4 separate regions of the Mus musculus genome follow, and all the other regions are linked to region 4. A link is a contact called in public Hi-C and HiChIP or PLAC-seq data. All regions are on one chromosome and are shown on one strand. Each heading gives the region's core, a stretch centred on a gene start, on an enhancer-like site or on the middle of the called end of the contact. The rest is flanking DNA. Distances are from core to core; before and after follow the strand shown.

Region 1 (2,700 bases), core at 155-2,654, 130 kb before region 4:
TCCTGTGCAGTGAAGTGGTAGGCAGCTTGCTGGCTTTTACATCCCTTCTAGCAAGCTGCCTGAGCCTCATGTTTGCACAGCAAGCACTTTACCTGGTGGCTCATCCCCTAGCCCTAAATTTTGTTAAAATTCAGTCCATTCCTCCAGCACACGCATGTCTCCCGAGCTCTCAGACTCATGTGTGCCTTGCGGCAAGCACAGTGTAGACTATTTCATCACTAGGAGAGCAATCATTTAAGATTCAATAGAATTTACTCATTACACCCATTTCCCTGAATAGAAACAGAAGCCCAGAAAGGGCAGGACATACTGGCTCCTATGGCTCCCATGTGTGCACATGTGCTCTGACAGGAGCAGATAGTGGGTTCTGAAAACTCCTGGAAAAACAGGTTAAAGAAGACCCTCACTGCCCAGCCCAAAGCCAAGTATCCTACCAACCCCAGAGAAAATGGTGTGGCCAGTCAATTCATCTAGCCAATGTCACTGAAAATTACTTTTCCTTACCAGGGGTACACTATAAATCATGGGTGTCCAGTCACTGTAGAGGACAAGTAACTCTACCTGTCCCGCAGAGTTGTTGCCAGTAATAGATTAAAAATAACATGCCAGACACTTAGGAGGGGACTGTGTCCTGACATAGTAAAAAGGGGAGATGCTCAGAGGCTCTGGGGACAGCCAGCCTGGCTGGCTTCTAAATCTGCCTGTCAATGGTAAGAGTTGATACGTGCATAAAGCATTTCACACAGGATCTGGCACATAGTAGGGATGCAGTGAAGGAAACATCATGTGTACAATGAGCACCAAAGGCTCTGGTCACAAAGCTATTCCCCAGGGTCCCCTTCCATGTCAGTTGTCCACAGCCCCACAGGAGGGTTCTATGATCCCACGACTACCCCTTTCTCCAGCCTCCCTTACACAGAGATGCAGCTTTCCTTTGGCAGCCCCCTGACCATTCCCTCCAGCTCTGTGGCCTCCCTGGCAACCAAGGGCCTCAGCTGCAAGGTCCCAGGCAGCTGCTGAGGCAGTTACCCTGGCAACCTGGGCCCAGGCCCAGATGCATCTGCTTTGTCTTTGAGCAGCAGGGAGCAGCCCAAGAGACCAGGAGAGTACCCTCTCTGTGAGATGGTCTCTTCAGAATCTCTGTCCCTGTCCGGGCTAGCTGGTTCCTAGCACTTTGTATCATCTCCTCTCCCTCCTTCCTCTGAACAAGGATCTCTATCTTCCTTCATTAGTCTTTACCAAGCCAGGTAGGTTAACAGCACTGCCACTCTGACCATAGAAGAAGAGATAGCTATTGCACCATTTCATTGGTGAAAAAAACTGAGGTCTGAAAAAGAGCAAGGAATTTACAGGCTCTGCCAGGTACTGCAAGGGTTTAGCCAGGCTCCTAAGTCTTTGAAGGAAATCAGCTCCAAGATGAAGCTGTTTCTCTCTCTGGAATAAATGGGCCACTGGGTGCTACTGTAGCCAAAGCTGAGTCTGACGTTAAACTTGGCTGTACTCAGTCAGAGCTTGGCCTGGACACTGTCAAGTCCTGTGACCTCGAGCAAGCCAGTTCATCTCTGGCCTGTGGTTTTCCCATTTGCAAACTGGAGGGAATTAAAAGCAGGCATTTGTGGAGTTCAGTGTTTTCCATGAATCTATGCTACAGCCTTGGGAGACAGCTTTCCGTTTCAAGGAGGAGAAAGAGGCACAGGCATGAGGTGGCTTGCCTAGCTTCACCTGATACTTGAATCTTTGGGCTGCCTGTCTTATATCGTGTGCCAGAGATGCTTCCCAAATATCTGTCAGACATGCTACCCATCAGTCTGGTCTTACCTCCACCATTCCTTTAGAGAAGTAGATGATGTAGGCCTACAAACTACAGAGGCTTTGTTGAAACAAATCCCATCTACTTGCAGCTTTCTGAGGAGTGGGGTACACATAAGCTGGGAAGGCACTGAGTAATATAGTCCACACTACTGTTCCACTTCTCACCTCCACCCCAAAAGGAGGCATGCTCTGTGGGCTAGCATTATAAAATAATAACGGTTATTTTGTACTGATGATGAAGATCGGCCCCATGTAAAAGAAAGTGATATGGCCCTCATAGTCCCCCACACTCAAGAATTAGCATTTCATATAAATCTGTGGAGATAAGGAATAAGATATCCCCATTCCCTACATCCATTCAAGCAGGGAGATCCAGTTCTGCAGTTCCTGCAAGCAAGGAACAGTCAGCAAAAGAGACGCCATCAAAATCTGACGAGGTGGGAGAGAACGTTTCCCCTAACACCTGTGCTGTGTCCAAATAATAGCCAGTCCCTGTCAGATTTTCCTGACTTCCAGATATCCAATGAAATGTAAAGGACAGGCAGGGAGAAGCCAGGCCGCCTCCTGCCCAAGTCCCTGAGTTAAAGTGGCTGTGATCAATCTCAACAGGAGATTAATATTCAGAACTCTGATGCCCAGTGGTCCCTAAAGGATCAGATGCATTGAAATGAGAAAAAAATGAGATGTCGTTAACACTGAGAGCATCCAGCTGTGGCCTCGGATTCAGGATGCCTCACTTTGTGTGGGAAGCAGAGAGGGGACGGCCAGCCTGGAGGCTTCTGATCGGTCACAGACCTCACAGCTGTCATCAGGTGATTTCTCTAAGAAAGACTTGCCCTATACTCACTTAATTCATGGGTTGGTTGGTTGGTTGGTTTCATTTGTAGG
Region 2 (2,700 bases), core at 114-2,613, 150 kb before region 4:
GAGAAATGTCCTCGGTAGGTTCCTCTATCTGGACCCTTGGTCCCTGGTTAGGTGCTATCTGGGGAGGTGAATCCTAGCTAGTGAAGAAGCCTCAGTCATTATGGACTCCCCTCTGGAACCCTAAGCCAACAAAATGAACCTTTTCTTCCCTGAGTCTCTTTTAATCATGGCTTAATCACAGCAACCAAAAGCAATGACTACACCAGGTGAGCTGTCCACAGCCAGGATTAGAGTTGGAGCTAGTCATGCTGCAGAAGGATACCAGACCCTCACCACCACCTAAGTGGGCCACCAATAAGAGTCACCAAGGGGAAACAAAAAGACACCTGGCCCTGGGAGGAGTCCTCTCCTATGCCTACCTCCTCTGGATGTTACCATGTAAAGGTCACCTATGCTTGTGGCCTAGCTATTCAAACCATGTCACTAAACACAAGAAAAGAGCTTTCTCGTTGTTATTCAGTGGCTCATCTGCGCAACGCCTTTATGATGGGCAATCTGTAGGGCCAGGCTCAAGAGAGCCTTTGAGCGTGTGTGTTCTCCACACAGTTGACAGTGTGCTGAGGGAAGACAGTCACTGGACATGTCCCGGTTGAGTGTAGAACTAGATGGTCAGAAAGTGCTAGAATGAAGGGGCATGCCGTGCCATAGGGGCTCAGAGCAGGAGTCTTGAGACCTGACTTCGAGGTTCACTGAAGTGTCTATGAGGAGAAAGGTAAGGTAGGCTTCTAAGAAGAATTAGAGGTGGCAAAGGAAAAGTACTAGACGAGTGGCCTTCCTGGGGGGCAAGGAGTTGGGCACATACATTTAAGGGACTCAGTAAAGATAAGCGAAGTAGAGGAAGCAAGATTCATAGGGGTGAACGTGGTGGATAGTGAGGCTGGAGGATCCGCAGGGCAGCTGGGTCCTGGGGGGCCTGCTACCTCATCCCATGCACCATCCGCATTATGGGGACTGCAGAAATCAATATGAAGAGTGCAGGTGACAGATGAGGGTGGAGTACCAGGAACCTGTGCGTCCGCTCTCCTTTTCCTGGGACCACACGTTCTTTCTTCAAAATGGCACCCAGGGCTGATCTCTAGCTCACTCTGCTACTGTTCCTTGCTGCAGTCTCCATTTTAGAAGACATTAAAACGAAGCGAGCCAGCCTCCCCTCATCTCAGGCACACTAACTCTCTTGCTTTTCTCATCTTGCCTCGAAGCCTCTCCCCGGCAGGCAGAAGCTGCTGAGCTAGGACATAAGGGCAGAACTACCGCAGATGTATATATTTTCTTCTTTATGGCTAGAAACTAGCAGTGAGCATTTCTGGTGAGTCACAGCTTGCTCGCTTTCTTTGGCTAAGAAAGGTGGGAATGAGGTTCCAAGAGACTGAAGCTGGAGAGGCCAAGCCTTGCCAAGCTGGTGAGTTAGGAAAATGAAATTAGCAGCAAGCTAGCTCTGCCAGCTTCCCGGCTGGGGGCTGGAAAATTCCGCTTAGCAAACAAAACCCAGATCCAAGCCTGCAGAACCCAGGAGGCATGTGGATCTAAACCCAGTGTCCTGGGATCTTGGGATCTGGAGAGCATAAACCCCCACACCTGACACCCTCTTCAGGCACCTGATCCCCATCTTCAGTCGAGTCCTGAAATGAAAACCCCTATCCCACTAGGAAACACCTGGGCAGCCTCACTCTCCTCCCATACGGACCTCTGTGCCTTGGTTTAACTAGCAAGAAAATGGACATGACATGTGGTATATACAGAACCAAGCAAAAGAAGGGCCAACCGAAGGCTCTCTGGCCAGCTATTTCACCCTTCAATTGTGGGTCCTGAGAACCCCACTGTGTCTGCCCTTCAAGCCCCTTTTCTGTCCTTTGGAGACTATGACACATGCCCTGACTTTCCATGTCCCACCAGAATTCTCAGATGCATGAGCTAAAGGCTGATGGATGAATTTGCAAAGTATAAGTTCCTATATCATCCTTAAAGTCCACCTACCTATTCTACCTACCTAAGTGGATGGAGACAGAACTAAACTCCTATATAAATATCACTTCTTAAAGCTACCCATCATCCTTAATACAGAAAAAGTGCTATTGGCACATAGATGAAATATATGCACATACACACACACACACACACACACACACACAAACTCACAACCTGGTAAATAGTTTGATGATTATGGTGTTTCCAGGGTATGTGTGTAGGAGCCATGAGAACCATAAGGAAAGCTAAGAAGAGAAGAAGGAGCTGTAGCCATCATAAAGAGCCTCAAGAAACCTGCCATGGAAGAGAAAAGAATGTGGTGGTGATGAAAGGTGGAAAGTGGAGGATACAGAAGGTGGAAGGCAGTGGATGATGAACAAGGGGAAGTGGATGTTAGAGAAGAAGAAGATAATGGGGGTGGAGGATGGAAGGTGGAAGCCAGAAACCAGACGTAGTGCAAAGTTGTGGAATGTGCTGGAAAACAGATGGCAGGAGATACAGGCGATGAGGGGATGGACGGGCCAAGAGAAGGTGGAAGATAGATGGTGTGCAGCAAAGTAGATGGTGGTTGAAAGGTAGGAACAGTGGAGACGATGAAGGGTGGAGGTGGAAGGGGTGTGACACAGTGAAGACAGAGGTGCAGGGAAGTAAGAGAGATGTCTGAGATGATGGGAGGTAGACAAGAACAATATGAAGTAAATGTGATAGCCATTGGAGCTGATAGAAGCTGGCGGT
Region 3 (2,858 bases), core at 192-2,691, 240 kb before region 4:
GTGTCTATGCTGGGACCCAAGCCCCGGGGTGGGCTGTGTGTGTCGCCCCCACTTCGGCGCCTGGGGATGGCTGCTCCGTCGGACCGTAGTCGCACTCTGCAAAGGAGCCAGGGGCAGGAAGTATGGGGCAGAAGTCAACCCTCGCCAGTCTCAGAATGTACCAGCCAACCCCCATGCTACAGCTACACAGGAATCTAGAGGAGCTAGCACAGTGAAGCCTCATTCAGCCAGAATGAACACTTTAGCAATAAAAGGCGGGCTCAGACCTGTGACACCTCCCCTAAAGGGGAGGAGTAACCTGACCCAGGGAGGAATGTGGAGAGTGGGAGCCAGGCTGGCCATGGCAATACTGCAGACCCTAAGGTCAGTAGATTCTAAGGTCAGATCGGGGCAGGAAGATTCCAAACTGGAAATGCTGTGGCCAGCTCTGGTCATATATAGTTTGAAGCCTTTCAGATTCTAGCTGGTTTGAAACACTGAGGCTTGACTGTACCAAAAGGCCACAGTAAGCACAGGAGGGGACCTCTAGGAACAAAACACCTGTTCACTGTTGTCACCCACCAATGGAAACCAAGTCGTTGAAGAGTGAATACATCATTTTAAACTATGCTTCTGGTCTATGGGTACCTTGTCCACCTCCAGTGCTCTACTGGTATAAAAGGGTATGAGCTGCTTATGAAGGGAGGGCACAAGCCTTTGACCCATGTCTGCCACAGCTTTCCTGTATTCTCCCAAGTCCATCCGGTGAATCAGCTACATCAATGAACTATCATCTCTCACCTGCCCACATCTGAGTGGGTTTAAAAATAACTTAAAGATGGCTCTGTCCTATGGAAGTCCCCTAAGATACAGAGGTCTTCATGAGGGGAGGGAAGAATGGGATGCTGGGAATGGACCAAGTTCCATGAGACTGGTGGCAATTCAAACCCTCTGACCCCAGCAAAGCTAAGCAAGCCTGGAGGTGGCCCAATAGGACCAAAGCATAGGTGTTGGGGAGGAAGAGGCTTTTGAGAAAGAAAAGAAGAAAGATGAGCGAGGCAAGAGGGGAGAGAGACAGGAGATGATATGGCCCTCCTAGGAGCAGGGGACCATGCCATTCTCATCGGTGGACCCCAGTCTTTGACTTCTCTGTGGACTCTATCATCCTGCAGTGTCCAAAGCCAAACTGAATAGACTTAGCTCTAAAAAGAGCCATCAGGACCTCAACTAAAATAAATTCTTGAGTATGCTCCCATTGTATGCTGACACAGGTGGCTTCCAATCTCTGGAAAGACTGGGTTGATTACATGACCCTTCTGCAGCAGGGGTGGGGGTGGGGCACACAGACTTGACATTCCAAGAGAACCCGGGGTTGGGGGTGAGGCAGAGTGACAGGCTGTTAGCTTTCTCTCTTGTTCCTGTTCCCAGGAGGACTTGCACAGCGCCTTGCTGGCAGAAGGGTCATGTGATGCAGCCCAGCCTCTGTGAAGAAACTGGCAAATCTGCTCCCACTAAACAGGTGGGCGGAGTCGGGTATCAACTTTCACTGGCACAAAAGGAGGTGTGAGCTCTCTGTTTAAGTGGTGTGTTTCAGGGATGGGGGACTGTGGGAGCTTTAGATCTTTAAAAATGTTGTATGACAAATCACCTCCAGCAGAAAGCTGGAAGGATCCGGGAGCTGCTGGAGAAAGGAAGAAAAGCACTCGCCAACTTCTCTCTCTCTCTCTCTCTCTCTCTCTCTCTCTCTCTCTCTCTCTCTCTGTGTGTGTGTGTGTGTGTGCGCGCGTGCGCGCGCGCGCGCGCGTCTGCCTCTCTTAGTACTCAAGACAGTCTTATTGCTCTGTCTCTCTCTCTGTGTCTCTGTCTCTCTGTGTCTCTCTCTCACTACTATCATATTAAATTTTCAAGACAGTCTGACTATGTGGTCAGGCTGGCCTATGATTATTATTTAAAATAAAAAAGTTCTATGAGCCCAGCATATGTCTTCCTCCACCTTCTTCAATGCCCCTCCCCTCCCCCTCAAAGCTGGGTGGCTCACACCCGAGAATCTTTGGGTCCTTCCAGCCAGCCCACCCAGCTGTTCCCAGGGTCGTGGCTTGTAGGATCAAGGTGCTGTAACAGCCTTCTCCTCCCCTTCCTGCCCTCTTGCTTCTCCCAATTCAGACACAAACAAGCAAATGGGTACTAGTGAAACAAACAAACAAAAATGAACCCATGTTTCCTACCGGCCCATCACCCCCCCAAAGCCGTAATCAGAGATGTGCTCTGTGGGGGACTGGAGGTCATTCTTGGAAGAGGCCTTGTCATCCAGCAGTGGCCCACTGCTGGCCTCGCTGTCAGCCTTTTGGCTCAGGCTATCGGAGAAGGCATCGTCCCTGGGGAGGAGAGAGACAAGAGTTGGAGGTGGTTCTCATGCTCTTGAGGAAGGACCGGGATGCCCAGAACTCCTTCACAGCTGTCTGCACACACCTATGGCTATTCCAGCAGCCCAGGGTGAACACCTTCCCTCCACACACACCCACCACAATGCTCGCATAGCCAGGCTTGCTAGCAGGTGGCTCCCTTGTAGTCTACCCCTATATCTCTGTTTCTTTATCTTTTACTAGCTTGTTCTTTTAGACCCTTTCAATGATGGAGACAGGTTGAAGAAATGGGGGTTGGAGTCTGCAAGCTGGGTGTGGGATACTGAGTGCTGAGTCTCCCAGCATAGGGTGCTGTATGCTGAGTTTCCTATGGCTCCATACAAGGTGGTTCAGAGCCAAGCAAGCAAGGAAGGGCCACTTCAGTCCCTTATCTCCCTATCTGCGGTACAGGATTCTTGTGAGGTGGCCCATGCTTTTAGGGGTGCCCTGCCAGTTTCCCTCTATAGCCTTCTCCTT
Region 4 (2,926 bases), core at 353-2,852:
TGTGCTGCCAGCCCACAGTGAGAGAGAACTGGCAGAGTGGGGGAAATGTGAGAAGATGCCAGAGGTCACAGAAGTCATCAGCGTTTATGAGTGCCCTTTAAAGATGGCATAGTGGAGACACACTGTCACTGCAACCAAGGGAAATAGGCTCAGATCAGAGCAGCTAAGCATGCTGGGTAAGTCTGGTGTCACTGAAATGCAGTCAGATAAGACTCTTTCAGATGCCAGTCATAGGAAACTAATTCAAACAGTGCAGGGGAAAGTAGGGGCTCGGGACCCCCAAGACCAAGTTCTCGGCACAAAGGAGATTTGTCCCAGGGGAACAGAAGGCAGGAATATGAGACAGCGACAGGAGATAGAGGAAGAGGGAGAAGGAGAAGGGAACAAAAAGGGGCAAGGGAGGGGGGAGGAGCATTTGTACCGGAGGGGGACAAAGGACGGCCTGGAGGAACAAGGACTGCCACTGGATAGAAGGGAGACAGACTGTGATCCATAGGCAAATGACAGCTTATAAAGGTAAAGAGGGAAGCCCTGTGTTAGGATGAGGTGTTTAATTTTAATTGGGCATGCTAATTAGATGAATCAAAGGTGGCTTTTGATTGCTGGAACTTGGTAGTTTGCCTCAGAAAGAGGGATCGGTCATATAAGAAAATAGACCTTGGGGGGCTAGCTTTAGGAATGTAATCTAATGGTTTCTAGCAAGGCAGAGAGAACAAGGGAGAAGGGCAAGGCCTGCATGAGCCATGTTTACCTTTCTGGGATGGCTAGGGTCCTGTCAAACAGTCATTTGCATTAAGAGAATTTCTTCAGACCCGGAGTCTGGACTCTAGTGAGAGCGCACATGGAGTCTCAGATCTGCTGTGCTCCCAGCTGTCTTCTCCGTGCTGTTGTCTTCTGTAGATAGCAGCCCTCCCTACCTCCTGCGTATCAGGATTCCACCAGACCCCACTATAGAACCACAGAGCAAGAGACTTGGTAACGAACACTCCAGGAGTCACTTTTTTGCGACCCCAGCTTCATGTGTCCATCTCAGAGCCATCGTAAAAGCTGGAGGGAACAGCTATCCTAACTGGCTAGCCCTTGGGGGTGGAGTGAGGCCGGCAGACCCTTGCGAACTGTATCGGATGTGTTGGGGGAGGTGAACCTGGAAAACACAAGGTGCTGTTACCCGAAATAAATAAATGAATGCTGAACCAGCAGCAAAGGATAGCCGTGGGTTCAAGAGGCACCCTGGGTGTGAATGTATCCTGCATATAATGAGGTAAAGCTGGTGAGAGAGTTGCATAGATTTCAGCAAAGCAAATCTAAGCCACTGAGAAGTCAGGGCAGTGGGAAGCAACATGAACACCCCAGCTGAGACAAACATGCTGGAGACAGAACAGCGACAGACAGCAGGAGGGAATCATCCTGGGGCCATGACCAAGGCTGCCTTGTTAAGGGAGAGAAGTCTGGGACTCGGGATGGAAAGGTGGTCTGATATCATTGAGAACATATCCAAAAGGCCTGTGCTGATGGAGCTGGTGCCTCTGGCTTTCGGTTGAGTGGACAGCTTGTCCCTCTTCAAGGGCTAGGCCCAGCAGGCTGAGGAAACCATAGCAACCACAAGTTAAGAAAGACAGATGAAAAGCTTGTAAACACAGCTTCCAGCCATGTGGCATAGCTTTGGACTCCTAGGAGACAGCCACATAAAAAAAGCAGTCTAGCTCGTGGAGACCAGGCAGAGGGGACTATTTCTGGGCACCACCGTGGGTCAACTCCGAGCCTGCGAAGCAGCCAGGCAAACAGGCAGCACAAACACACGGGTCTCGGGTGGGTTATCCATCTAGATAGTCACACATGCTGAATGGCCAAGCTTGCTCCCTCCAGTAGCTGCTAAGCTACTGTGCTATTAAGCCACACATACACCCTCTGAGAGCCACCTCCTCGAAAACTTCTGCCCCACCCTTCAGCACTGTGAAGAAAGTTACCATGGGCACAGTGTGGCAGCAATGGAGAAACCTGCTGACCAGCTCTGTGTAGCTCCATCATAAATAACCAGCTGCCTCGTGCAATTTCCTGAGCTGCACAACTGGCAGTGACAACGTGCGTTTTCATCCATCATCCGCAGTGATGGCGGGGCCTCAGCGGGGTGCTGATAACTCCATTTTTCAAGGCCATAGCCAAACCCGTTTTTTTTTTTTCGCTGCTGGAGAGTTAACTGTTTCTCTGCGGGTCTTTATATGACAGTCCCCACTGAAAATAGCCATTGAATAGAATATAATATCTATTTTTCTCACTCTGATTTTCCAAAGGCAGAGTGTAATGCACGTGTGCATGCACACACACACACACACACACACACACACACACACACACACACACTCAGAGAGAGGGGGGGGAGGGAGAGGAAGAGGGAGGGAGGGAGGGAGGGAGGGAGGGGAAGAGAGAGAGAGAGAGAGAGAGAGAGAGCAGGAAATTCTTTTCACCTGATAAATACTTGAAATTTTAGGTGCACAGAACCCAAATAGTAACTATGGCAACACAAGCCACTCCAGTAAGACAAGGATTATTCCCAGCACAATAGCCTGGCTTGTGCTCCAAAAGCAAAGGTAATATTGGCTGAAAGCAATTTCAGAATTGGGAAAATCTACCAGCATTTGAAGCTTTGTGTTTAGGATTCCACTTCCACTGGGTGGCAAGATGAATTCACGACTGGAGCTCTAGCGTGCCTCCCAGAGAAAATGAGCCAGCCGCCTCACCCTCTTCTTAGTCATTCCCCAGCCTCAAAGCTGTCCAAACCTCAGGATTAGAGGGCTCGGCACTCAGATACAGCTTGGGAAAATCATAAGGCCAAGCACCCTGACAGCGCTCTTGGGGATCATGCCTCTGGGAGCCCCAGGACAAAGGAATGTGCTGGAGACCTTGCCCATGGTTGACCTAACCGTGC

What was found. A called contact is a pair of places that touch in the nucleus more often than the background predicts. HiChIP or PLAC-seq counts read pairs in DNA pulled down with a chosen protein or histone mark.
Region 1: a contact with region 4 is called in an H3K4me3 HiChIP or PLAC-seq map of embryonic basal ganglia, with 2.3 times the contacts expected there. The contact joins two enhancer-like sites. A contact is called at or near these places in 1 of 484 Hi-C or Micro-C datasets (bone marrow-derived macrophages), 2 of 115 datasets of contacts at active chromatin or transcription factors (embryonic basal ganglia and memory CD8 T cells) and 1 of 9 other capture datasets (embryonic stem cells).
Region 2: a contact with region 4 is called in a Hi-C map of cerebral cortex, with 2.2 times the contacts expected there. The contact joins two enhancer-like sites. A contact is called at or near these places in 1 of 484 Hi-C or Micro-C datasets (cerebral cortex), 1 of 115 datasets of contacts at active chromatin or transcription factors (embryonic basal ganglia) and 5 of 9 other capture datasets (adipose tissue, embryonic stem cells, embryonic trunk and 2 more).
Region 3: an H3K4me3 HiChIP or PLAC-seq map of embryonic basal ganglia shows a contact between it and region 4, with 5 times the contacts expected there. The contact joins two enhancer-like sites. A contact is called at or near these places in 2 of 15 datasets of contacts at CTCF or cohesin (both in the NIH/3T3 cell line), 3 of 484 Hi-C or Micro-C datasets (bone marrow-derived macrophages, embryonic stem cells and nephron progenitors), 8 of 115 datasets of contacts at active chromatin or transcription factors (craniofacial prominence, double positive thymocytes, embryonic basal ganglia and 4 more) and 1 of 9 other capture datasets (embryonic stem cells).

Annotation. Positions count from the first base shown.
Region 1 is chr6:112,838,072-112,840,771 of GRCm38.p6, forward strand. All of the region lies in intron 1 of Srgap3 (SLIT-ROBO Rho GTPase activating protein 3), which reads right to left. Among named protein-coding and RNA genes, the nearest start is that of Srgap3, 110 kb to the right of the region's middle. Within about 2 kb of position 1,405, at least 47 of the 459 cell types and tissues checked have an H3K27ac peak or open chromatin away from gene starts, as enhancers often do. A contact at or near this core is called in embryonic basal ganglia, where this site is marked.
Region 2 is chr6:112,821,923-112,824,622 of GRCm38.p6, forward strand. The region is part of intron 2 of Srgap3 (SLIT-ROBO Rho GTPase activating protein 3); the gene reads right to left. Among named protein-coding and RNA genes, the nearest start is that of Gm26799, 120 kb to the left of the region's middle. Within about 2 kb of position 1,364, at least 29 of the 459 cell types and tissues checked have an H3K27ac peak or open chromatin away from gene starts, as enhancers often do. A contact at or near this core is called in cerebral cortex, where this site is marked.
Region 3 is chr6:112,727,445-112,730,302 of GRCm38.p6, forward strand. It overlaps Srgap3 (SLIT-ROBO Rho GTPase activating protein 3), which reads right to left. Exons shown (of 22, transcript NM_080448.4): 20 at 2,205-2,354; 21 at 1-96. Among named protein-coding and RNA genes, the nearest start is that of Gm26799, 29 kb to the left of the region's middle. Within about 2 kb of position 1,442, at least 127 of the 459 cell types and tissues checked have an H3K27ac peak or open chromatin away from gene starts, as enhancers often do. A contact at or near this core is called in embryonic basal ganglia and embryonic forebrain, where this site is marked.
Region 4 is chr6:112,971,404-112,974,329 of GRCm38.p6, forward strand. No RefSeq gene overlaps it. Among named protein-coding and RNA genes, the nearest start is that of Srgap3, 26 kb to the left of the region's middle. Within about 2 kb of position 1,603, at least 114 of the 459 cell types and tissues checked have an H3K27ac peak or open chromatin away from gene starts, as enhancers often do. A contact at or near this core is called in cerebral cortex, embryonic basal ganglia and embryonic forebrain, where this site is marked.